5 separate regions of the Mus musculus genome follow, and regions 1, 2, 3 and 4 are each linked to region 5. The links are chromatin contacts, called in public HiChIP or PLAC-seq maps. All regions are on one chromosome and are shown on one strand. The core of a region is the stretch at or near the end of the contact, and the rest is flanking DNA. Distances in the headings are between cores, read along the strand shown.

Evidence for each region. HiChIP or PLAC-seq counts read pairs in DNA pulled down with a chosen protein or histone mark.
Region 1: a contact with region 5 is called in an RNA polymerase II HiChIP or PLAC-seq map of embryonic stem cells, with 9 read pairs. The contact joins the promoter of Hoxc6 here to the promoter of Atp5g2 in region 5. A contact is called at or near these places in 9 of 39 promoter capture datasets (the 3T3-L1 cell line, cranial neural crest, embryonic stem cells and 4 more) and 2 of 115 datasets of contacts at active chromatin or transcription factors (embryonic stem cells and epiblast stem cells).
Region 2: a contact with region 5 is called in a CTCF HiChIP or PLAC-seq map of embryonic stem cells, with 7 times the contacts expected there. The contact joins the promoter of Aaas here to the promoter of Atp5g2 in region 5. A contact is called at or near these places in 2 of 39 promoter capture datasets (embryonic stem cells and pre-B cells), 1 of 15 datasets of contacts at CTCF or cohesin (embryonic stem cells), 5 of 484 Hi-C or Micro-C datasets (differentiating embryonic stem cells and embryonic stem cells), 2 of 115 datasets of contacts at active chromatin or transcription factors (both in embryonic stem cells) and 1 of 9 other capture datasets (embryonic stem cells).
Region 3: a contact with region 5 is called in an H3K27ac HiChIP or PLAC-seq map of extraembryonic endoderm stem cells, with 2.6 times the contacts expected there. The contact joins the promoter of Hoxc9 here to the promoter of Atp5g2 in region 5. A contact is called at or near these places in 10 of 39 promoter capture datasets (the 3T3-L1 cell line, the C10 cell line, cranial neural crest and 5 more), 1 of 15 datasets of contacts at CTCF or cohesin (the NIH/3T3 cell line), 2 of 484 Hi-C or Micro-C datasets (the G1E-ER4 cell line and liver), 5 of 115 datasets of contacts at active chromatin or transcription factors (embryonic forebrain, embryonic hindbrain, extraembryonic endoderm stem cells and 2 more) and 1 of 9 other capture datasets (adipose tissue).
Region 4: an H3K27ac HiChIP or PLAC-seq map of embryonic stem cells shows a contact between it and region 5, with 9 read pairs. The contact joins the promoter of Hoxc4 here to the promoter of Atp5g2 in region 5. A contact is called at or near these places in 3 of 115 datasets of contacts at active chromatin or transcription factors (embryonic stem cells and epiblast stem cells).

What each region holds. Positions count from the first base shown.
Region 1 is chr15:103,007,114-103,012,284 of GRCm38.p6, forward strand. Hoxc6 (homeobox C6) reads left to right here and starts at 2,449. Exons shown (of 2, transcript NM_010465.2): 1 at 2,449-2,892; 2 at 3,621-4,768. The coding sequence starts at 2,493. The coding sequence ends at 3,928.
Region 2 is chr15:102,349,049-102,354,108 of GRCm38.p6, forward strand. Aaas (achalasia, adrenocortical insufficiency, alacrimia) reads right to left here and starts at 1,711. Exons shown (of 16, transcript NM_153416.2): 1 at 1,448-1,711; 2 at 905-1,032. The coding sequence starts at 1,570. Gm36246 (predicted gene, 36246) reads left to right here and starts at 1,779. Exons shown (of 3, transcript NR_155425.1): 1 at 1,779-1,864; 2 at 4,634-4,709.
Region 3 is chr15:102,975,463-102,980,549 of GRCm38.p6, forward strand. It overlaps Hoxc9 (homeobox C9), which reads left to right and starts at 1,570. Exons shown (of 3, transcript NM_008272.3): 1 at 1,570-1,639. Gm36878 (predicted gene, 36878) reads right to left here. Exons shown (of 2, transcript NR_155438.1): 2 at 5,015-5,087.
Region 4 is chr15:103,032,102-103,036,690 of GRCm38.p6, forward strand. It overlaps Hoxc4 (homeobox C4), which reads left to right and starts at 2,294. Exons shown (of 2, transcript NM_013553.2): 1 at 2,294-3,060; 2 at 3,536-4,589. The coding sequence starts at 2,622. The coding sequence ends at 3,891. All of the region lies in intron 2 of Gm30528 (a long non-coding RNA gene), which reads right to left.
Region 5 is chr15:102,668,349-102,673,402 of GRCm38.p6, forward strand. Atp5g2 (ATP synthase, H+ transporting, mitochondrial F0 complex, subunit C2 (subunit 9)) reads right to left here and starts at 2,699. Exons shown (of 5, transcript NM_026468.2): 1 at 2,670-2,699. It overlaps Mir688 (microRNA 688), which reads right to left and starts at 3,518; the gene lies at 3,444-3,518.

The DNA of each region.
Region 1 (5,171 bases), core at 1,199-3,698, 340 kb after region 5:
CCTTCATCCCTCCCTCCCCCACACATCCATAAAAAAAATTTTTTTTAAGTATACAAAAGAATCCACACCCATGGAAGGCAAAACTTCATTAAGACATCCTATCTTCCATCATTCAATTTGTTTTACATTGCAACAATTTAATATCTTGAAGGAAGTACCGCTGACATGATTTATCTAGCAATCCCAGCTCTGAAATAGGAAGGGGAATTTACTCTTTCTTGCCATGGCTTCTACACGTTGTTACACTGTTACCCTCAGGGCAGACAGGAGGCTGGGAACTTTGAAAGAGGTTACTGGTGTCCAGGGGGGCACTGGCTTGTTCCCTAGCTCAGCCCAGGATAACCCCCCTCAGTTTTTTCTCCTCCTACCTCTTGCCCTGTAGGGGGACTGGAGCCCCAGCCAGCTGTTGGAAACCTCTGCCCAGGCATGCCATGAATTTGAGCACAGTTGGATTGGAAAGCAAAAAGCAATACACTACTGTTGTGTTTAGGGATAACTGCTATGTTAACCCCCCAGATGAGATTAACTTTTAAAAATCTCTCTCTTATTAGAAACCTTCTCCTCTGCCCTCTTCATCTTGGAAAGAAAATAGTGTAGTCAAAGGGTACTTGTAGCTTCAATAATAACAGGGGTCTTTCTTCTACTCCTCTAAATTCCAATCAGTTTTCCTCCTTTTCAAAGGCAGGGACTGGGTTTTTAAAAGCCAACACAACTTGTCTGGCAGGAAGACTCCTCAACCCCCTAAAGAGGTCCATGTATTAACTAACATTTTGTCTGCACTAGCTCTTACACACTGTCTGCTTTTGGGTTCGAAACTTTATCCCCCACCCCACCCCCTAGTGACACTCCAGGGAAACCTTAGCGTTACAGAAGATGAATAAACGAGTTTTTTTTTCCCCAGCATAGTCCCGTTTATGGCTTTATTGCTACCCATTGATTACTCCGCTTTGTTACACAGAAGGGAAAGATCATAAAACGCGGCAACATCCGGGTTCTTGTTATAGTCAGTCTCAAAAAAAAAATTAGTGAGGGGAAAATATGAGCTTTCACTGCTTCCTGCATGTACCTCACCATCTTCTCTTTGTCAGCTCCAAGCATTTCCAGTCTATGTCGATATCAAATTCTGCTTGGATTAATCAGAGGGAAACCCCAGCTGCACACCTTCTGCTGTTCACTCACTGCAGCTCTCTCTGTCGCTGAAGCATCTACAAAACTGCTATTTCCTAATTCCCTCCTCCCTTTTCTCAGCCTCAAGGTGGGGGAGAAAATGGAGGTAATGGAGACTCCAGTGGTGACTGGCTGAGGCAAGAGACCAAGTGATCCTCAGGAATACCTTTCCTGGGGTCTTCCAGCCTTACAACTCAGGTCCAGGGGCACCTCCTTTGGCAGGGCAGTGAATCCAGAGCAGACAGGGTCTTCTGATCTGAACTGGAGCTTGAGTGTGTTGGGAGGTATCTATTCATTGGAGTACCACCAAATTTCCTCTTTCGGGATGCATCCTATGTGAATTATACCACTGGCCTGGCCTGAGCTGGTTCCAAATCATAAATTCTCACCAACACAAACAGGAGTTGATTTCTTTAAAAAGAATCTCAGTCTCTCTCTCTCTCTCTCTCTCTCTCTCTCTCTCTCTCTCTCTCTCTCTCTCCCCTCTCTCTCTCTCTGTGTGTGTATTATTATAATGCTTTCTTTGAAGTAAAAATATTATAAAAGTTTCCCCAAAAGGTAGGTCCTGGGGAGGAGCACAAGGTTAGGAGGCAAAAGAGAAAAGATGCACACACTTCAGGATCCTCACTGTGCTCTGCAGTCTCATCCACCCCCTGTAGATCTGTTTGTCTCCCACACTGCCTTCCTCTGTGCACCATGTTTCAGGAAATTTCCTTTTCCTTTTGATTTAAAAAAAATATTGGAAAAAAATATGCTGTCTAGTGATGGGGACTCGCTTTATGAGTGTCAAGCCCAGAATATCTTCTAGAATTTCTGGGACCCTCTTTCTACTGGGAAGGATCTCCTCAAATGAAGCACCCAGAATTTAATTTTAGATACAATAGATGAAATGGGTCTGAAAACAAGGATCACTCTGCCACAGCACAGCAAAGTTAGCTGGGGTGGGGAGATTTCCTGGGACTAGACCTTTCCTTCCGCTGGGAACAAGGCCCTGCTCATAGACCTTCACCCCACCCCCAACCAGTTCATATATATGTGTGTGGTGTGTATATATACACACCACATACATATATTCTTAAAAGAAATCTAAGTCTTACTTTCAAAGCACATACTTAGTCTCAACTAGGGAATCAACAGAAGCAGAAGCGATTTTTTTCCCCTTTCTTGACATCTGGCTTGCGATTGGCTGGAAGGGGGTCAGCTGACTTTGTCATTTTGTCTGTCCTGGATTGGAGCCGTCCCTATAACCATCTAGTTCCGAGTACAAACTGGAGACAGAAATAAATATTAAAGAAATCATAGCCCGACCAGGTAAAGGCAAAGGGATGAATTCCTACTTCACTAACCCTTCCTTATCCTGCCACCTCGCCGGGGGCCAGGACGTCCTCCCCAACGTCGCCCTCAATTCCACCGCCTATGATCCAGTGAGGCATTTCTCGACCTATGGAGCAGCCGTAGCTCAGAACCGGATCTACTCGACTCCCTTTTATTCGCCACAGGAGAATGTCGTGTTCAGTTCCAGCCGGGGGCCGTATGACTATGGATCTAATTCCTTTTACCAGGAGAAAGACATGCTCTCAAACTGCAGACAAAACACCTTAGGACATAACACACAGACCTCAATCGCTCAGGATTTTAGTTCTGAGCAGGGCAGGACTGCGCCCCAGGACCAGAAAGCCAGTATCCAGATTTACCCCTGGATGCAGCGAATGAATTCGCACAGTGGTGAGTTTTACAGCTCCGAGATATAAATTAAATAAACTGAACTGGCTTTATGACCGGCTTCCCTAGAAGAACGGGCGGAGAGAGTTTTTTATGGCCCCATAAAAACAATCACGCTCGTCTCCTCGCCGACACCGAGACAGGGCCCCCTCTTCAGCCCCCTCTGCTCGCCTTCCGCGCTGGCTCGCAAGGGCCTGGCCCCCTCGGTCCCTGACGGATTGGAGGGCTCCAAGAGGAGCTGAGGGGGTAGAAACAGGGCAGGGAATGAGGGGAGGGGACAGAAGGTGGAGGAGCCCCCCAAAGTCTAGTTAGGCCGGAGAAAAGGAAGGGAGTTAGGAAAGGGCAAAGAAGTGGGGAGAACTTTCCAGGGATCTAGAGTGTTGGGGAAGGTGGGGGAGCCCAATCCTTGAGAGATGGGGTCCTTATCCCCAGTAGTTGGTACTTTTTTTTTAAAAATCAGCTTTTAGACAGCCAGCTTTCTGCCTGTTTTTGCCCCGCCCCCCAGCTTTCTTTGGGACACACTTCTCCCACCTCGTGGGAGAACTGAATGAAGTTGGGGTTCTGGCTGTCCCCCCAGTGGGGGTGGGGCAGGGCAAAAGGGAGAAAGCTAAAGCCCGAAGGGGCTGCGAGCTGTGGGCCAAGTTGAGAGGGTCTGGACTTTGCTAGACGAAAATGTCTGCAGAGGACGCCTTGCTGATTGTTTTTAGTGTGTTTTGTGCCTGGATCTCTAGGGGTCGGTTACGGAGCGGACCGGAGGCGCGGCCGCCAGATCTACTCTCGGTACCAGACCCTGGAACTGGAGAAGGAATTTCACTTCAACCGCTACCTAACTCGGCGCCGGCGCATCGAGATCGCCAATGCTCTGTGCCTGACCGAGCGACAGATCAAAATCTGGTTCCAGAACCGCCGCATGAAGTGGAAAAAAGAATCTAATCTCACGTCCACACTCTCAGGGGGTGGCGGAGGGGCAACCGCCGACAGCCTGGGAGGAAAAGAGGAAAAGCGAGAAGAGACAGAAGAAGAGAAGCAGAAAGAGTGACCAGGACTGTCCTTGCACCCCTCTCTTCTCCCTTGCTCATCCCAGCTCCCCGAATCACACACTCTGTATTTATCTCTGGCACAATGATGTGTTGTGACTTCCTAAAACAAAACAGGGAGTCAGACGTGGACCTAAAAGTCAGCTTTGGACCCCCTCCCTCACTGCACAACTCTTCACTCGTCTCTTCCTCTAGCTCCCTCGCTAGCTTCTTCCTGGCTTGTCTGCAGGCCCCTTCCCTCGCCTAGGCCTAGGAGACCTGAACCTCGCTTCAGACTCCTCAGATGTCTCTCCAAGTGAGCCCTAGGCTCCCTCCCCACCCCCGACGCCCTTCACCCCCGCCCTCCGGCGCAGAGAGCTGGCTCCAGGGCCTGGGGCCTCCACTCGGGGGCCTCAGGGCCCGGCCTGACAGCCGGAGGGCAGGAGGCCTCAGGAGGGCGCGCCTTGGCCCTGCAACAACCCCCAGGGCCTCTCCCCAGTCCCTGCCCGGTCCCTCTGCCCCAGCAAATGCCCAGTCCAGGCAAATTGTATTTAAAGATTCCTGGGGGTCATTATGGCATATTTCGAACTGTGACCGTTTCTGTGTGAATATTTCTAGCTGTATTTGTGGTCTCTGTATTTATATTTATGTTTAGCACCGTCAGTGTTCCTATCTCATTTAAAAAAGGATTTAAAAAAAAAAGAGGGAAAATAACAAAAAGAGAAAAAAAGTGAATGACGTTTGTTTAGCCAGTAGGAGAAAATAAATAAAGAAATAACCCCCTACGTGTTATCCTCCTGTATAAATCCGACCTCTGGATCCGTTCTCGAATATTTAATAAAACTGATATTATTTTTAAAAGTTTATAATCCGCCTGTCTGCTCTTTCTCCCGCCCGCTGGCTTGCCAGCAGAGCTCTCGCGCGGCCTGCAGCTTGCAAAGCCCCCAGCCCTCCGCACTCGCCTGCCCTGCAGCCAGGCGCTGAGCCTCTGTCTCCGGGTTCTCCTGACCGAGATGGGGTTCTGAGAGGCCTCTGGGACCCTCCCTACACGGAACAGCACACACCCCGGAAAAGAAAAAGAGGAAAGGGGCCGCCTGGACTTTCGCTGGGGGCGGGGAAGCTTGAGTGAGCCGGGTTGGGCTCCAAGCCCCACGCGGGCCTTTCTTCCTGCCTGTAGCAGCCAGGGATCTTCGGCTTCTGAGCCCTGAGCCCAAAATGCAAGAAAAGGAGCCTGATCCGAGCACTAGGGTCGCTCCCACCCACTGC
Region 2 (5,060 bases), core at 461-2,960, 320 kb before region 5:
TAGCCAAGAATAGCCACGTGCTTTTGCTCCTCCTGCCTAGTGTGAGATTACAGACATGTACCAATCATACCTAGTTTTACATGGTGCTAGTTACTGATCTTAGGGCTTCCTGCATGCCAGGCAAGCACTCTGCCAACTGAGCTATACCCCAAGTCCTGTATGTAAAATTTGGATAAAAGGCTATTTGACAACAACTCACAAAGTAACAAGCAAACTCATGAACCCAGGAACATAATTGCCAGGGATTCGTTTTTTTTTTGTTTGTTTGTTTTTTCAAGACAGGGTTTCTCTGTGTAGCCCTGGCTGTCCTGGAACTCACTCTGTAGACCAGGCTGGCCTCGAACTCAGAAATCCGCCCGCCTCTGCCTCCGGAGTGCTGGGATTAAAGGCGTGAGCCACCACGCCCGGCACCAGGGATTCTTTTTACAGATAATGGCAATGATAATAATGGGGATGGCAAACACATCAAGGGATTAATGTGCCAGGAAATGCTTCTATGTGCTTTGTATCTATTTAGTCACCATGGTTTAAAGGGGTTTGGCTTTAGGACAGAGTAATTATGTAACTTTTCCAAACGTACAGTTAAAAAAAAAAAAGATAGCACAGCTTTAATTCTTACATGTCCTACATATTAACGAATCAATTCAACCTTTTCCTAACTTTCCTGAGCTTCAGATAAAAGCAAATGAGGTCGGTGCTGAGAGCAGGTTTGTAAAATCAAGCCAAGCTATTAGGGATAAATGAGGTTTCTGGTACACCCTTGAGTTTTACAATAAAAATGGATCACCTAATATGATTTGTGGTAATATGAAGACACAGACTGCAATAAGCAGCCATTCAAGAGCTGCCCAAAGCAGGCTCGGTAGACCATGGCCTATTTAAGCCACTGTTTGCTATGCCTCACCAAACATTGATGCATCTCTTCCACACTTGCTCACGGTGATGGATGAAGGCAGTTCTTGTACCATGGTCCAGCCTCCCTGGGGCTTTTAGGGGATCCTTGGTCAGGTGTAGGACAGGAAGATTGATCCACTATACCTCAGAAGAGAGGGAGGCAGTCAGTCTCTTCCCCAAATCTTAACAGAACTCCTTGCCATCTCCAACCTATGGCATAAGAGATTCCACGGCCCCATTTCCCATACCCACAAATGTAACACTTGTGGGACAGAAAATTTTCAGTCCTCATCTGCAAACCACAATCGTTTTTCACAGGGTTGACACTAGAGAAGACCTGATGGACGGCATCCATCATCTTCTCTACCCCTCCTAGAACCTCCTCACATGCCTTGGCATGCCTAACTGGGTAACACAGGCCCTAAAATATATTTCGTTCTCTCCAGTCTCCTGTGGGAGTCATGCCGTTCCCAATCACTTGTGAGCGAGCCCCGCCGCGTCGCCTCTATTCCCACTTTCCGCATCCCCACCGCAGCGTTCCCACCCGGACCACCTGGCCCCGAAAGTCGGGAGGCGGGCTCTCATAGCTGTTGCCGGTCACCAGCTCGTTATTGTGCTCATACAGGGTGACTTGACCTCTAGGCGGCGGCGGGGGGAACAACCCCAGGGAGCACATCTTGCCAGTCCGGAGAGCGTCTGGAATCGACAGGCTCCCGGCTGGTGACGACTGCGCTCCCCGGAATCTTAGTTCCCGGGCTAGATTCGTGTGAGGACGGGTAGCCGTACAGGACAAACGACTGCGCGAAGCTGAACGGAAGTGCAAGGAAGAAAGTTCCGAGTCGGGTTTCGGGACGGACTTCCGGGACTTCCTGGCGCGCCCCCTTGCGTACGGAGCGGGCACGACGCTGACACGTCCGAGGACCGACCTGTGGCGTAAGGAGCGCCGCGGTTTGGTTTTGGTTTGTTTCCTGTAAGACTACTGTTTTTTCCAACTCTGAATCCCCAGCAGCGTCTCCCACTCACTTACTTAGTACGGAAAAAGCCCAAAATAAGCCAGGTTTAGGAAAGTACCTAATTAAACTCTCCAACCCCCGTAAATATCCTTGAGGAATATACAGACGATGTCATCCTACCAGTGAGCTTTCCCCGCCCCCCCACCTCCAAAAAAAAAACAAAAAAGACTTTAGAGGACAGTCAGAACGGACTTCACAGGGTAAGGCGTCCTGAAAGAGAGAGACGGACACTGGAAGGACAGTAACTTTTCCCGAGTATATCACTAACAAACGCTTCTATAATCCTTACAATAACCCCAAAAGTGCACCGTTGAACTACCAGTAGCAAAATGACACAGATTGGACCAAAATACACACAAACCAGACATTGGTGGGGCATATTGGCCCAAGGCTGTAATGCCTACAGGATGTGGACAAGAATAAAAGGTTAGTGTAGACTGCGTAGCAAGCCCCTGCCTCCAAATACCGTTGACTCCGATCTGTAATCCCAGCATTGGGAGGTACAGGCAGGAGGATCACTGAATGTCCACTCCATAGTTCTCTTCCAACTTGAGATACATACCACCCTGACTTTGTCTTATTTAGGCTTTGTTGTTTGTTTGTTTGTTTGTTTTAAGATTTGTTTTATTTATATGAGTACACTCTCATGGTTTTCAGACACACCAGAAGAGGGTATCTGATTCCATTACAGATGGTTGTGAGCCACCATGTGGTTGCTGGGAATTGAACTCAGGACTTCTAGAAGAGCAGTCAGTGCTCTTAACTGCTGAGCCATCTCTCCAGCCCTAGGCTTTATTTTGAGGCAGGGTATGGCTATGTTGCTCTGGCTAGCACGGAACTTGCTATGTAGACATGACTGACCTTGAATTCATAGAGATTCATACCTCTATCTCCCAAGAGTGCTGAGATTAAAGATCTACCACCATGCTCTCCTGAGACCTTTTCTGAAACTGAAGGGGTTGGGGGGGGGGCTAGAACTACAGAGAGATGTTTAGATGGTTTAATTCTAACTTAATTCAATTGTGAGCTCAAAATCTGAATAGACAAATGGGAGGGAAGTGTGGGATGGTGAGACTCACAGGAACGGTATTAGCCTTTCCCTGCTATTGCTATCTCTCTGCTTCCTGGCCATTATGAATAAGCAAACTCTTCCACCTGCTCCTGAATCTATGATGCTCTGCCTCACCTGACACCCAAAGAAATGGACTCACCTAGCCTTTAATTGAAACTGACTCTGAGCCTGACCCTCCTCCTCGAGAGCACTTTTGTCACTGGGCATGGTGGTGCATGCACACCTGTAGTACTATACAGGGAGTATAAGGGGCTTTTAAAAATATTTTTTTAATTTGTGTTTTGCCTGTATGCACCTATGTGCACCACATGCATGCAGTGTCCACAGCAGCCAGTAAAGGGCGCTGGACTCCCCTGGAACAGGAGTTACAGATGGTTCTGAATCATCATGTAGATTTGGGGAACAGAACCAGGATCCTCTGCAAGAACAGTAACTGCTCTTAGCCACTGAGCCATCTCTCTGGCCCCCAAATAACTTTTTGCTTTGTTTTGTTTTTCAATAGAAGGATTCTCTGTGTAGCCCTGTCTGTCCTAGAATTCACTCCATAGGTACCCCAGTCTGGCCTCAAAACTCAGAGTTCCATCTTCCTCTGCCTCCCAAGTACAGGGATTAAAGGTGCCACCACTGCCACCATCACCTGGCTCTTAGTTTGGTTTTCATTTCCCAATAAATTAACTCTTTAAAAAGAAAAACTAAACGTATTAGCCTGGCCTAATGGTACATGCTTTTAGTCCCAGCACTCAGGAAGCCGAAATGGGTGGATCACTGTGAATTCAGAGCTATCCTGGTCTAACATAGGAAGCTACAGGCCAGTCAGGGATATATAGTGAGATGGTGTCTCAAAAACAAACAAACAAGCACAAACCACACTATGTCTAGAGACACAAATTCAGGGACATCCTCTGAAGCATAGTTCACACTATGTCTCAGCTACATAAGATCTTGTCTTTAAAAAGAAATGTGGAAGATGGACCTAAAACTGGAGCGTAAAGAATGGGAGGTGTGGCAATTATGCACTTGATTAATTTTAGTTTTGTATTTTTGAGACAGGCTGAGGGTGACTTCTAATTTGCCGGAATCCTCCTGCCTCATCTCCTGAGTGCTGAGAATTACAAACAGTGGTGAATAGTTAACCTCGATTGTCATTCATCTGGTACACAGCGAACCTGAGAGACTAGGCCTGTCTGAAAAAAAGAAAAAAGAAAAGAAAGGGAAAGAGAGAGAGAGAGAGAGAGAGAGAGAGAGAGAGAGAGAGAGGAAGGAAGGAATGAAGGAAGAAAGGAAGGAAGGGAGGGAGGGAGGGAGGGAGGGAGGAAGGAAGGAAGGAAGGAAGGAAGAACTCAAAGCTGTATGTAGGCTCAGGCCCCACACCCCCAGTCTCACTGAAGAATGTGGGTTTTTTTGGTGGGTTTTTTTTTTTTTTTTTTTTTGGTTTTTTCGAGACAGGGTTTCTCTGTGTAGCCCTGGCTGTCCTGGAACTCACTTTGTAGACCAGGCTGGCCTCGAACTCAGAAATCCTCCTGCCTCTGCCTCCCAAGTGCTGGGATTAAAGGTGTGTGCCACCATGCCCGGCCTCACTGAAGAATGTAAGGGCAATGGCAGAAATAGTTTCTTGTGCCCTGAACTTCTGTGTCTGCCTCTCCTTTCTATCTAGAAGGACCTTACAGAGAAGCTCCCAGGTCAGAAGACAGAGACATCCGGACGAAGCCTGCAGGTTCTCTTCATCTGAGGTGAGGTTGGCCTCAATTTCCCTTTGCTCTGTTTCGCTGAGCTGGGTCTCCCTGTGCTGCCCTGGAGCTTGCTGTGGTTGTTCTCTGTGTCCTGCGTGCTGGAAGCAAACCCTCCACGCTGGACTTGCCTGTAATCTCTTATCCCTCGAATGTTAAGGAATGCCCGAGTCACCTGAGATTTTTCTCTCTCTCTTTTTAAAATTTTTCATAAATTTGCTGGTGAAGCTAAAGAGGCGGCTCAGCAGTTCAGAGCAGTTGATGCTCTTCCAGGGGGCCCTAGTTTTGTTCCCAGGATTTACATCAGGCAACTTTCAGAGTATTCATCACATAAAATAAAAGGAAATGAATCTT
Region 3 (5,087 bases), core at 320-2,819, 310 kb after region 5:
AGCCCAACTCTAGAAATCGCAATAAAAGTTAAAACCTCCCCTACTGGTTTTTTTTAATTATGATATGGGGAAGGGGAGCAGGATTTATAGAGCTGAACTCTCGGCGCGTGTTTGAGACTTGCGGGAGAAGGAGGAAAAGGCAAGAGCTCGCCAAGGAGAGCCCTGATCTCTGAGATGTCTCGCCGGCAGTGGGGGCTTAGGCTCAGCCCAGCTAATCCGCTGTGGTCTCTCTGGGACCTCACCCCAGCAGTCGGCCTTGCTTCGGCTCACTTGCTGGAAGATGCAGCCCTTCTTGAGAACAGGTGACGTGAAGGCGGCAAACGGGGATAGGGGAAGTATAAATGGGAAGACTAGCGCACAGAGCTTTGTGTGGGTCCTTGCTGGGGACGAGGTTAGCCCAAGTGTAGCTCAGCGGATGGCTGGACTCCGAAGGGTGTCCGGGCAGGGCACAAGAGCAGGGACAAGGTGGATTGTGTGTGAACATCGACCACAGACTGAGTAGAGTGGACTCCTGGTCTGTGGTCAGCGGCGAGCCAGGCAACCGGATGTTGAGTCTGTAGGAAGGACCTTGAGGTCTGTTGGGTGTTTGGGCTGCCGGGGGCGCGGCAACCAGGGGTATTGAGGGAGTGTGTTGTGCGCGGGGCGCGGCGGTCAGCTTGGGCGAGGCTGTAGGCCCCGCACATCTCTGCGGCTGATGGGCTGTGTCCGGGAAGACTAAACTAGGGTCGAACCAATGATTAGAGCATGAAAATAAATGCAGTTATGTGTTCCCACCTCCCCGTATACGCAGTTCTTTTTTTCTTTTCTTTCTTTCTTTTCTTTTTTTTTTCCTTTCGGAGATACCTGGATATGGTCCAGAGCAGGTTGTCCGCGGGAGGGCCCCGCGAGCGGCAGCGTGCGAGGGAGGGAGGGAGGGCGAAGGAGGGAGGGAGGGAAGGAGGGCGGGTGGCGGCGGCTGCGGTGGCCAGGGCTTCCCTCCCTGGGCGGGAGGCTGCTGCCCTGCCTCTGTGGCCGTGGGGAGCCAAGAAGCAGGTAAAGGAGGCTTTCTGAGGCGGTATTGCACCAAGCCCAAGGTACCAAGTCTTCCGGGCCTCTGCTTAAGGTTCTGGCGGGAGAGAAGGTAGGGAGATCGGCGCCCACCAGGCCTGGAAAGGAGGCCTCGGGATGTTCAACCTGTGTATGATTTCAGTCTCACACTCATGTTGTGGTCTGTCTGCATTGGGAGACGCCGCTTGCCTGTCTGTCTGAGACTTCCCAAACCCGGGCACTCCTTCCAAAGGCTCAGAAAAATTCGTCGTCGGAATGTGTACTTTCATTCATTGGATTCTCTGAAACTCGGCAGGGCTGGCTACGACAACCCAGGTTGGGAGGGAGCATTCTTCCTCTTTTCTGGATGTGTAGTCCTTTGGCTCCTTGGTCACAGGCTGAGTTTTCCGGTTCTAGGTTCGCGGGTCGCCCTGATGTTTGAAGCTAGACAGCTCCAGTCGGTTAGGGAGGGCGGGGAGGGACCCGCGGCTGTGGCTCCTTAATTGTACTTCGAGCCCTTATTGTCTCTCCTTTCGCCACCTCCGCTTCCTCAGTCTGGGCTCCAAAGTCACTGCAAATTTCCTTGCGATACATACATCACACAAAAGATCAGGTAACAACGCGCTCAGAGCCATTGAATCAGAGCACAGGGCAACCCTGGTTCTGGGGAGGCTACCTCTCCAGTCACTCCCCAGGCTGGAAAAACAGACTGTGTTGGGGGAGCCGGAAATAACCCCGTTTGCTGCGGAGCGGCAGGGCGGGGGCGCCGGCGCAAAGGCAGGCCGGGCAGGCCATGGCGTTGAGAGGGCCACGTTCACAGGCCCTGGGGGTTTCACGCTTGCGGAGCTTGGGGGCCTGGCTCTTGGTGTGGTGGCAGGGATCCCAGATACCCACCTTGGGTGGGGGTAGCACGCAGTTCTCCTCGCAGCAAGCAGGAGAACTCAGTTTCTGCTTCCAGCTCAGGCCTTAGCTAGGAGGAGTTGTGTGTGGGTGTGTTTTTCCCAACAAAGAGGGATCAGGAGAGATGGGGGGGGAACTAGAAGGGAACCAGGGAGGGGGGCGGGGAAGGCGAGAGGGCAGCGGAGGGACGAAATGAGCCCATTTCAGGGGGAGAAGGAAAATGAAAGCAAACGGAGTAGGGCCTCCTCGGTTCAGGGAGGGTGCTGAGGAGCAGAGAGCGGGCTCTCTGCCTGCGGCGGCCGGGATGGCCCGCTGGGGGCACAGAAGAAAGCCTGTTTTAAATTTAATCCGAACTTGACGGTGTGGATTGAACCGGAGGGAATTTAAATCATTAAAAGGGAGACACGCGGTAGGGGGAGGGAGGAGGATGACTCTAACCTATCTGTTTGTCTGTCCTTCCCACAGTGCTAGCTTGGCTGTTTTCTCAGTTGCCCAGGTTTGAGGTGATAGAGGTTTGCCCATCCCCCTTCAGGGGACTCCTCTCCTGTGCCCACTGGAATCTGTTGGGGGTGTAAGGTGAATACAGAATAGTCAGCTAGAACTGGGCTTTCTTCCTCCCTTTCCAGCAGTGACTCCCAGTTTCCTCAAGTCTCTCAGGTTGCCCCATTGATGCTAAGAACAATTGAAAGGAGTTGGGTAAATGAGAGAAAGTCTTAGAATAAAATAGGAGATTCAGTGGGAGTAACTGAATCCCCAAGATGAGACCTTGCTTCTTCGCATCCATGTCTTTGCCCTCCATATCTACAAGCCTAGATTTAGGGAAAACTTGAAAGTCCACTTCACAGTCCTGACCTGCTAGCTTTTAAATGTGAAACATGAGAGTCACAACCTATATGAAGGACCTGGGCCTAGTGTCCTCTGGACTCCCAGTCTCTTATCAGACCCCTTCCTTTAGGCTACCTCTTTCTAGGAGGCATAATAGAATGGGACATTGGTAAGGAGGGGCCTGTGGGCAAGGCCTGCTTTCTGGTCCACAGCTGTGCTGACTTCTGAGTGGGGAGGGTCTAGAGTTCTTGCTTCCAAAAGGAAGGAAAGGCAACAGTCTCTCTCCTGCTTCCTGGGGGATTTGAGGACAGCAGGAATCCCTGTATGGTACCCCTGACTACCCAGCTGCCACAGCCTCTGCAGGGTAGGCAAGCTGGGAGTGCAGGCTGCCCAGGAGTTGAAAAGAAGGCAGTGTTCAAAAGGAGAAGGGGAGAAGAGACTCTCATTACAGTCAAGATGCCTATAAGAAGAGCTTTTCCAAATAGAAGAGGGTCCTTAAGGACTTCTGTTTCAGAACGTTGAGGTAAAGGCAGACAGGCCCTGTTGTATAGTGAAGATGCAGAGAAAGAGCAGGCATGATGTTTCCTTCCTCTTCTATTTCTTCCTCTTTCACTAGAATGTAGCTCAGCCCCCAGCAGCCAGAGTGACTGCTAGGCTAATATCAGATTCGGTGTCCCAGAGGCCTAGTATACCCACCGGAGCAGGTCTCCCAGAGGGGATGGAAAGGAGGCCTCTTACTCCTTTGTGTCCAGACAGAAGTGGCCGCCGCGCCGGAGCGGTCCCGCGGCAAAGCACCGGACTGCACAATGCCATGGCTGCTCCTCCAGCCTGTGCCCTGCCCCGTTCTGCCTGCCTCTCATTGCCTGACTCTCCTTTGCTTTTTGAAAGTCTTCCTTTCCTGCTCTTAAGTCTCTTTATCTTGCCTGCTTTCTTTCCTTTAATTCTTATCTTTTTCTTCCTCTCTACTCTAGCCCTTCTTTTCTATTTTTCCTTCCTTCAGCCTAGTGACCTGTTTAAATTGGTCTCAAGCTCTGTCCCTTGATATCCTCTTGGTCTCAGTCTGGCCCCGGGCCCCATGAAGACTAAATGTCTGTGCTCCTTGCTGGCAGCAACTGCCCATGAGCCAGGCTAGGTCCCCAGGCACCCATGCTTGGGGGAGGTGCTGACTAAGCTGGGGGGGGGGAGGGTTGAAGAAGAAAGCCTCTGCAGCAGGACTGGAACCTCCTATCTGTTCTTTGAACTAGTGAGGGAGATTTTTTTTGATTGACAGCTAACCTGACTATATTAAGGGCAAAGAAATGTTCTGTTTCTTATTGTAATTTGGATTTTCCAAATTACAGTCCAGACATAAGGAGAAGGCAGTGAGAGCTGAGGTGAATTAATCTGAGTGCTTCTTCCTAACCAAACACTTCCTTGTACACACACACACACACACACACACACACACACACACACACACACACCTCAAAAAACCTCAGCCCTGATAAACCGAAGAAAAGAGAAGAACCAGAGGAGGGGGACATAGAGGTTGGGGAGGGCTCCTGTGGTTCTTGAGTCTCTCCTAAATACTGCAGTTGTACCCTCTCCCCAACATTTATTGCCCCCCCCCAACACAGACACACACACCATCCTCTCTAGCACTTCCCTACCTTGGAAGAAAGAGAGAGAGAAACATAGAAGAAAACCAGCTTCCATTCCCACACTTTGGTCTGGTTCTGGAGGCTGGAGAGAGGAATAAAGGCAGACTTGGCTGGGTCTGGGAAGCCCTTTAACCAGCTGCCTTCAGAGCTTGCATCCTAGCCTCACTCCCTGCCTATTTCCCCTCGCATAGACTCTTACCTCTGACTCTGAGACTACCCTTCCTTCAGGCTCATTCTGCTCTGTCTGGGAGCAGTAAGTCTCTGAGGATATCACCTGTCCCTCCATTCCCCACCAACCTCTTTGCCCCTTCTCCTGCACCCATACTTAAGATTTTTCTGCATACCCAAAGCCTTCCTTTTGCTAAACCACCATGGGAGGTCTGCTGAAAACCTAGGCTGTATGCACAACAAACCCCAAATTCAAGGGGGTGAGGATAGCAGTCAACTTATTGGGAGGGTGTAATCCAAGTTGTCTGATATTTCCTTTCAATCACACTGCCACCTTCTGAATTCTTCCATCCGACCCCAAAGAAATTGCCTTCTTCCATCCCTCCGTTGCTTTTTTTTCCGTTCCAAAAACAGCCTACAATTTTATTTAATGAAAGACACATTTATGAACAATCAAATGATCCTCATAAAAATTTTATTGAAGGACGTAAAAACAAGCTACTTGCCCACGACCGAGGTCGCTCTCTC
Region 4 (4,589 bases), core at 1,044-3,543, 360 kb after region 5:
TTGTATCTCCATTCCCCTCACTCACAGCCTTTTGCTCCTCTTCCATGCACACAGCTGGTCCTCATACTTAAGGTTCAGGTCCAAATGAGCAAGGATCCTCCAAAAGCTCTGGGAGTTTGGGAGTCTCCTATAAGAGATGGCTGACCACCAGGGAATTCTTGTTTCCTCACCCAGCTACTGGGGGCGGGGGGGGGGGGGGGCGGGCGGGAGGAGGAGTGCTGTCTCTTAGGAAGAGGCTAACTAGGACTAAGTCATGGGTGCCAAGCCCTGGTGAGCCCAGGTTGGGGCTGGGGCTGGGGCCCTAAGCATTAGGCAGGGAAAGCAGCCAGAGGCACAGGCCCAATCTGCATCTTTTGACTTTACTGTGGTTCCTTCCCATTATAGCTCTCAAAGTGAACCCTAATTTGGAAGAGGGGACCCTCTCCCACATCCCAAAGGTGGTGAAAAGAATGTTGGGAATCTTCTCTTTTCAGTATCTCCCTCACGGAGCTTTTTTTTTTTTCTCTCCCTCTTCCCCCTCCTCATTCCCTTAATTGCAGATGTTCTAATTAAACCCTCAAATAGTTGTTATGCTGTTTTAAAAGGTACTTATTCAAGTGTCAACCAGGCTGTGCTGGGAGGAGGCAGCATAGGGCGGCGAATTAAAGGTAGATTGACTAATCACGGCGGCGATCATAATAATAAAATCAGAGGGAAAAAAATCACATTACGACTTTTCGTGGAAAGGAGGGAGCAGGCAGCCAGCGGCCGCCAGCCCTGTGCCGCCGACACAAAGAGTGCGGGCGATTCCGCGAGACTGATTTATGACGTTTTACAGCCCTATAAAAGCTGTAGCGAGGAGGCAAGCGCTCCTACCACCGCTGGCAGATTTAGTCTAATAAATAAAACATAAACAGTTAACTTTATGTGTCACTTTTATTGTTATCAAGTAAAATATAGCCGAGCCCCGGCAAGCTATGATTTTAAACTATAATTGTTATCAAGTACAACAAGGAGACCTGGCTCCCACCCTGGGCTTTCCCCTCTGCTGCCCCCCCCCCCAACTCTGAGTTATAGAAGATCACTTAATTGGAGTCCGATGACGAGGAGGCCACCCTTAGCTAAGGAACCAGTGGCTGGAAAAATAGTCCTTCCTTGCCCCATCTCTCTTCCCTGACTCTGCCACCTCCCGTGAGGATATTCTGTGTGTGTGGGTGACAGAGGGAGGGAGCAGGGCAAGAATAGGCCAGAGACCCCTGCCCTGCCTCCAAAGAGTAGTTACCTCACCTCTTCTTTTTGGAAGGCAGCCTGGAGCTGGCCCTTGGGAATATGTGTTTACATGTAAACACACGTGTTACACGGATATAGTCTCAGATTGGAAGCAAGCAGGCTCTGCCCACACAGGCTTCCCTTGAGGGTAAGACATGGAGGAAAAACTCTCAGGGCCTTGGGTCAGGGCACTGACTCCTGGCAAATGTCTCATCTTTTCTTCTTCTTCTTCTTCTTCTTCTTCTTCTTCTTCTTCTTCTTCTTCTTCTTCTTCTTCTTCTTCTTCTTCTTCTTCCTTCTCCTTCCTCCTCCTCCTCCTTCCTCCTCCTCCTCCTTCCTCCTCCTCCTTCTTTCTCCTCCTTCTTTCTCCTTCTCCTTTCTCTCTCTCTCTCTCTCTCTCTCTCTCTCTCTCTCTCTCTCTCTCTCTCTTTCACCATTCTGGCAGGTGCTGTGAGAAGTCAGAAGGCCAGGGAGCAGGAGTCACACAAGAGTCATCAGTAGTAGATCTCTGCTCTGGGCTCTGGGCTCTGGGGCCTGGGCCGGGAAGGACAGTGGGTAGCAGGGGTGTCAAGATTTCTGAAATCTGCTTTTGCCAACCACTTCCTGTCTTTCTTCAGAGGGGGCTCAAGCCCTAGACTTCCAGAAATGACATCAGGATCATTTGTATCCCGCTGCCTCAACCTGCCTAGTACTGCTGGGACCCTGTCTCCAAGGCCCCTTGGCCAAGAGGGTTGGGTGAGTGTGTATGGGATAGGGGAAATGGACTTGAGGATCCGTGAATGGGGTAGGGCAGTTCAGGCTCTCCAGCCTTCTAAGCTCAACCTCGGCCCCTCCCCATCCAACCTGCACTGAAGCCCTCATTGAACTTCCTCTTCCTGCGAAAGAGGGGCGCTGCCCTGTGACCTACACAGACTGCAACACGATTGCCATAATGGAGACCACTGGAAAGGCACTGGAGCTGAGGCCCACGGGGCCCACTGGAGGCCGGAGAGGAGACTCTGGGCGGGGGCTAGATCACAGCCTCCCGACAGCCCCCAGTGCCCAAACATTGGAGTCGAGCTGGGAGCCACCCATCTTTAGCAAGGAAGGATTGTCAGTCTGGTGGGGTGTGCAATGGTGAGCACCCCAGCTTCTGCCAGCCATCCCCCACCCCCACCCCCAGCAGCAGCAGCACCACCACCACATACACAAAAAATTGGATACATTTTGAATAAAGCGATTCGGTTCCTTATCCGGGGACTGGGTTGCTCGGTGTGATTGGCCGGCGGAGTCACATGGTGAAAGTAACTTTACAGGGTCGCTAGCTAGTAGGAGGGCTTTATGGAGCAGAAAAACGACAAAGCGAGAAAAATTATTTTCCACTCCAGAAATTAATGATCATGAGCTCGTATTTGATGGACTCTAACTACATCGATCCGAAATTTCCTCCATGCGAAGAATATTCGCAAAATAGCTACATCCCTGAACACAGTCCGGAATATTACGGCCGGACCAGGGAATCGGGATTCCAGCATCACCACCAGGAGCTGTACCCACCACCGCCTCCGCGCCCTAGCTACCCTGAGCGTCAGTATAGCTGCACCAGTCTCCAGGGGCCTGGCAATTCGCGAGCCCACGGGCCGGCCCAGGCGGGCCACCACCACCCTGAGAAATCGCAGCCGCTCTGCGAGCCGGCGCCTCTCTCAGGCACCTCTGCCTCCCCGTCCCCAGCCCCGCCAGCCTGCAGCCAGCCAGCCCCTGACCATCCCTCCAGCGCCGCCAGCAAGCAACCCATAGTCTACCCTTGGATGAAAAAAATTCACGTTAGCACGGGTAGGCAACTTTGCTTTTTGCCCCCCTCCCTTTCCCGGCGCTCCCCACCCTCCCTGGCCCCCTCTGGCCCCGTCCTCCTTTCTCTCCTTCCCCCTCTCTCTCCAGGAGCGACTCTGGGTTAGCACAATTGAACTGGATTTACGAGCGAGAATGGGTAATTACATCCCCCATAAATTTTATGGCTTAGCTACTCTGGGCAGTCCGAGCCATGTGCTACGATCTGTTATGTATGTGTGAAAACTATGCTTGCTTTCTAAGGGCGCATAAATAATTCAGTGTCGTTACAATGAGGATTCCCCTCTTATTACACTACAAAGTCTCTAGCTTCCTTCAACTTCTTTATAACCCATTTAGCTTGATGACTTTATTTCCACCACTCCCTCCTGTTCCTCAAAGCTGAGGATGGGGTGAGGGTGGGGGCAGGGAGCCTGCTGCCTCTGAACCCCACTATTTGCTTCCCCTCCCCCTTCCCCAGTGAACCCCAATTATAACGGAGGGGAGCCCAAGCGCTCGAGGACAGCCTACACCCGGCAGCAGGTCCTGGAATTAGAGAAAGAGTTTCATTACAACCGCTACCTGACCCGAAGGAGAAGGATCGAGATCGCCCACTCGCTGTGCCTCTCTGAGAGGCAGATCAAAATCTGGTTCCAAAACCGTCGTATGAAATGGAAGAAGGACCACCGACTCCCCAACACCAAAGTGAGGTCAGCGCCCCCGGCCGGCGCTGCGCCCAGCACCCTCTCGGCAGCCACCCCCGGCACTTCTGAAGACCACTCCCAGAGCGCCACGCCGCCGGAGCAGCAACGGGCAGAGGACATCACCAGGTTATAAGACATAACTTACACCCCTGCCCCCACCCTGTGCTCCGTGCCCCCCTCACACACAAATTGACTCTTATTTATAGAATTTAATATATATATATATATTTTGGTTCTTTTCTCTCTCTTCCTCTTGCCTCCTCCCTTGTCAGTTCCAAACAGACAAAACAGATAAACAAACAAGCCCCTTGCCCTTTTCCCTTGCTGTTAAAGACCCCTTTAAGCATGTGGTGTTGTCTTAGCATGGTACCTGCTGGGTTTTTGTTGTTGTTGTTTTGTTTTGGGTTTTTTGTTTTGTTTTGTTTTGCTTTGCTTTGCTTTTAAGGCCATTGGGGGGGGTATTTATTTTTTAAGAAAAAAAGCTGCAAAAATTATATATTGCAAGGTGTGATGGTCTGGTTTGGGTGAATTTCAGGGGAAATGAGGAAAAGAAAAAGGAAAGGGAGATTTGTAAGTGGAGTCTCATCCTCTCTCCTCCTCCTTTCCCCCCATCTCTTTCCTTAGGCCTTTTGCATTGAAAATGCACCAGGGGAGGTTAGTGAGGGGGGAAGTCATTTTAAGGAGAACAAAGCTATGAAGTTCTTTTGTATTCTTGTGGGGGGGTGGAAGGAGGGGGGAGGACAGCAAACAAAGCTAAATGCATCTGGAGAGCCTCTGGGAGCTGTTCAGTTTGAGGAGCCAAAAGAAAATAAAAATGAACTTTCAGTTCAG
Region 5 (5,054 bases), core at 1,449-3,948:
CTAAGTCACTGGAAGTTTTTCAACTATCTTTTTAGCATCTCACTCCTTAAAATACTGATTTCTACTTTAACAAGATACAGCCAATCAATGAGGGAAACCCTAGCATTAATCTAATAAGCATCAACTGTAAAATTTCACCACTCCATTAAGGGGTATTAAGTTTTGTGTCTTCAAGATCCAAAGGAAGAATATGTAAGGTAAAGGTTTAGGACAGTGTCTTCCTCAAGTGAAGCGAGAAGTCCACTTGAATCAGAATTATCTGAGGGAATATATATATATATATATGAAGTGACTGTCACTGGGCCAGCAGCATGGCTCAGAGGGTAAAACCATGTGCCCTATAAACCTGATAAAACAAGTTTGATTCTTGGAGCACATAGTGGAAGAAGTACTTCCAAGAGCTTTCTTCTGATCTCCACAGGCACATGTGCACCTGCACATTCACACACATAAAATAATTTAGGACATTTTTAGATTTGTATGTATGTTTTGTCCGCATGCACACCTAGTGCCCAAGAAGGTAGGTCAGAGCTGGCACTGAACTCCCTAGAGATGGTTATGAACCATCACACCGGTGCTGGGAACCAAACTTGGGGCCTCTGGAACAGCAGCAGTTGCTCTTAACTTCTGAGCCATCTCTCCAGTCCCTAAACACAAGATCTCTGGTGCCAATATTTTAAACAACTTTTCCAATCATTTTATATTTAAGGTATACAATGGTATGGCCTCAACAACACTAACAGGTTGTCAGTGAGAGAGAAAGGACTGTAACTCTGTAATTTCACTCAGAGGGAGGCCACACTGGAGGTAGAACCTAGGACCTTAGTGCAATCTAGGTAACGTGTCCTACCACCAAGCTACGTCCCCTGCTTTTTCTCTCTGAAGTTTGAATAGCCCATAAACTAAGATGCTCAAAGTATAGGCCTGTTAAACACTACTCCCTTAAGTACACTGGACGCAACCTGTCCAAGGCAGATATGCTACTTGTAAATCCTGAATTTTACTTTTAGACCAATGTTTGTCTTCAGGCTGGCTCTATCTAAAACTTTACTTTTTGCTGGATTCGGTGGAACACATCTATCATCCCAGCACTCAGAAGGCAGAGAGGCAGACAGAGCTCTGTGAATTCTTGGCTACACAGTGCGACCCTGTAACAAACTCCTCCCTTTTGTCTTTATGCAACCTAAACCCAGATTTGATGCCCACCTACTCAGGTTTAATTGAGTCGAAACCCAGTACTTCTTTAAAACTTTTGCAATAGAGGCTTAAGCTGGGTTGATGGCTTAGATGATGGTGCCTGCCACACCCCGTGCGCTGGGTACCTATGGAAGCAGGTGGCCTGAAGCTGACTGGCTTGCAATCAGAGTCGATGAGCTTCAGGTCAGTAAGACATCCTGTCTCGAAAGGTGAGGGTGGAGTGGAAATGCCCCCCACATTAACCTCTCAGCATGCATGCATACATGTCACCATACACGTGAATAAAGGGAGGTCTGAAGTTAGGCATGGTGGTATGTGCAAGTGATCCTAGCACTGGGGAGGCTGATGCAGAAGGATCATAAATTTGAGGTAAACGTGGGTTAGAGTCAAGAAGCCAAAATAAAATGGAAGACGTTTTTCCAAAAACAAGTTTTAACATGGTAACTTATAAAATGTAGTTCTGGCAATACTCTAATTACTGCCCAACCCACTGCTTGCTTGCAGAGAACTCAGTAAACAATTCTTAAAAAAAAAAAAAAGTAGGGGAATTAAATTTAATAGTTTACAAACATATGGAATAGTATAATCTGTTGCTGGTGTGTAATAAACCCAAGCGTATCATTCGGCGAGCCCTTCCAGTGGTCACTTAATATGGGCAAGCCCACACCAGAGCAATGAAACCCTCCACAATGAGAATTCCCCACTTAACCATTCCGTTCCTTAAACCTTCCCACTAGCTGGCAGGTATAAATTCTAAAGCTCGTATTGCTCCCATCTTCTGGGCTTGCTGCCTAACAGAAACCTCCATTTCCACCATTTAAGATTTTATTTCTAACTTCATTAGTATGTCAGGGCCTTCATTAGAGGCAACCAGTTTCTAAGGGAACAGGCCTCGCTCAGGCCTCACTCCTGCCACCTGTGCACAGGCCGGTTAGCCTGTTCTGTTACTCTCTACCACGTTCAGTTTATTTCAAACTGAAGGATGCTGACTAGGGAGATGATGGCTTTGGACGGTGAACTAGCTTGACTGCGCCAGAGGTCCTGAGGTTCAAAGTCTGCAAGCTTCAAAAAAATAAAAAATAAAGGCTATTTTGATTCAGGATGACAAGGGGAGGCAAAGGTAGGAGGGGAGAGTCTGGGGTCATGACAATGGTGAAAGGCGTGTGGGTGAGCGAAGAGCACCCATAAAAGCCTTGGTTCGCGCCCGGAGAGAACACGCTCGCCAGCATCTGCCTTTCGCCGGCCGCAGAGCCCCCAACCCCCGTGAGACACCCAAGATGGCGCCAGGCCCGCGCGGTTAGAGGTCATCGGCACGAGGAAGGGGTAGCCCTCCGCGTGGGGATGCCGGGACCGCGAGGGCTCAGGGACCCGCGTGGGAGCTAGCAAGGTCAGGGCGGCCACGCGTCCTCGCAAGGGGTACTGCTGCGCGCGCCTGCGCGGCACGAAGAGGACGCGAGGCCTCAAGGCCTTACCTGCTCCCAGGGCAGAGAAGACAGAGAGGGGCGGGGGCGCGGGAAGCGCGAGGGAAGGCTCTGCGCATGCGCGGCCGGAGCCAACGAGTCGCTTTTCTCCATGGATAGAGTGGACACAAGCTAGAGGATCGGCCGGGACGCCACAGCTCCCTCTGCCAGGTTGGTGGTGTCTTGGGGGACAAGCACTCCACCTGGCGTCCAACAGGAGAAACTGCAAAAGGAGCCCACCGTGCACGGAAGAGCCGCCAACTCTTGCTGATCTGCAACGTGGTGGAACTGTGGACTGCACAGCATTTTTGGAGTCTTGGACTCGAGTCCCCTTTCCGAGCATGCGCAAAGTTAAGGAAAAAAAAAAAAACCAAAAAACACCCTACCCAGTCTACTCGGAAATTGTTTATAGCATACAGTAGGGATTGGGGTTCAGTGCCTAAAATGTAGCAGGGGAAAATAAAATCACAGAACTCTTGGCTTCTTGTCACCCTCAGGACACTGGCAACGTTGGGTGGGAGATGGGAACTGGCCCAATGCTATTAGCAAAATGCCATGGCAGTTTCTGCTTTAACTTATTTTTATTTTTGTTTTCCCTATCTCGTTGATGAGCAAAGCATGAAAAAAACCCAGCATCTTCGAGTCATAAGACTGGGGGGGTAAACAAGGCCTGATTCTCCCTTTTGTGAGTCCTGGGATCAATTAGGGATAACCGCACCTGTGGCCTGCAGTAGGGGTGCGAAGTCACCCCAGGCGACCAGTTTACCTCCTGTCGGACTTGCTGGGGGGCGAGCTGGAATAAGTAGTCGCCTGCGAGGTGCTCTCCCCAAGCAAGCCCCTACTTTTCTTCACTGCCCTTTCGCCCGTCCCTCCCCCAGTGGCGGTGGGCGGGGGCTTTCCTGCGCTAGTCCTGGAGCAGGCCTTTGTGTACACGCAGGAACGCACGAGCCTAGCAGACGGCTGCAAGGCTGACCCAGCCCCTTAGCCCGGCTGTCCGGTTAGGGTGCTTGGACGCAGCGCGAGAAAGACGGGAAGAGCTCACCAAACCCCCATAAAAAAATAAAAAGAAAGCCGCGGCTGTAAATAAAGGCAAATCCGCCACCCTCTGAGGGGCCGTTTGTCCTCCCCTCCTTGGCCCCGTCCTTCCCGCCACCCCCTCCCGGCCCCCGGCCCCGCGGCGCCCCGGCCCCAAGCTCCTCCATTTAATCGGATTTGGGAGAAGGGGAGGATAAATCACGGCAGCAGCTTTACGGTCCCGGAGGAGAGGCGAGCCGCAGCCAGGCACACCCCGGCCGGCGATAAAAACCGCCGCTGAAAGCCCACGGAGCAATTTCCCGGGACCCCGAGCGACGCCATTACAGGAATGTAATTTTGCCCGGATGAGGCCCCGAGTTTAATTATCCTCGCGGAGGAATTTCAATGCGGCCAATCCATCTTGCAGGCGGGCGGCAGAGGGATTTATATGGGCCCGTTATTTCACACCGATCCTCCATCTGCATTTTTATGGCCCTGAGCTCCTGAAAGGGAGGGAAAGTGTGGGGAGAAATGGAAGAAGAGGGTGGAGGACTCCCCGCCTTTCCTAAACCTTGGATTTCAGCTGGATTAGGATGCTCGCAGGTTCTCCTGAGGTCCCCAAATCTCCCTCCAGTGCCAGTTGTTGACCTGGGCAGGGGCAGAACCGGGATCTTTAGGAAGCAACAGGTATTTTTCCAAGTACTAAGCAGTGTGAGATGCCGTGTGAGAAAAGGCAAACCCGCCACCCTCTGAGGGGCCCAGGCTAGCAGGGCTTAGGAGTTGGTCCCTTGAGGTTCCCTGAACACCCCGCTCCGCCAAAAACTGAATTCTTTGTAGCTCTTAGTTTCATACCCTAAGAGGCACAATCTATAGTTCTTAGGAGCTGCCGCCACCAAATGGTGTTGCAGCTGTTGGTTGCGACAATTTAGAGATCTCGTATATATATCGCTAACAAAATCCCGGAGGAGGATGAATCAGAGAAAGGGCCTGTGAGGAGCTAACCCTGGCTTCTCCTAAAAGTTACTGCAGAGTCTGATAATTCCCTGGCCCGAGTGGTAGGATTTAGTTAGACAAACCTGAGTTCCCAAATCACATGTGACCTTGGGCAAGTTATTTAACCCTTTTAAGTCATTTTTCCCCTCTCCTTTTAAAATTGGGTATAATAACAGCGCTTACCCTGCAGCCTATATTGAGATAATAATGTACATGAAGCTTTTAGCAGAGGGCTTGGTACTCAGTAAAAGTTCAATAATCGCCATAATCATTATCGTTAGTATTATAGTTACGATCACTGCAATTTAATTCTGTCATGCTCCCGTGAGACTGTTTATTGTGAAGGGTCCTTGCACGGTTATCTCCTGAAAGAGATTCAAATATTACAAA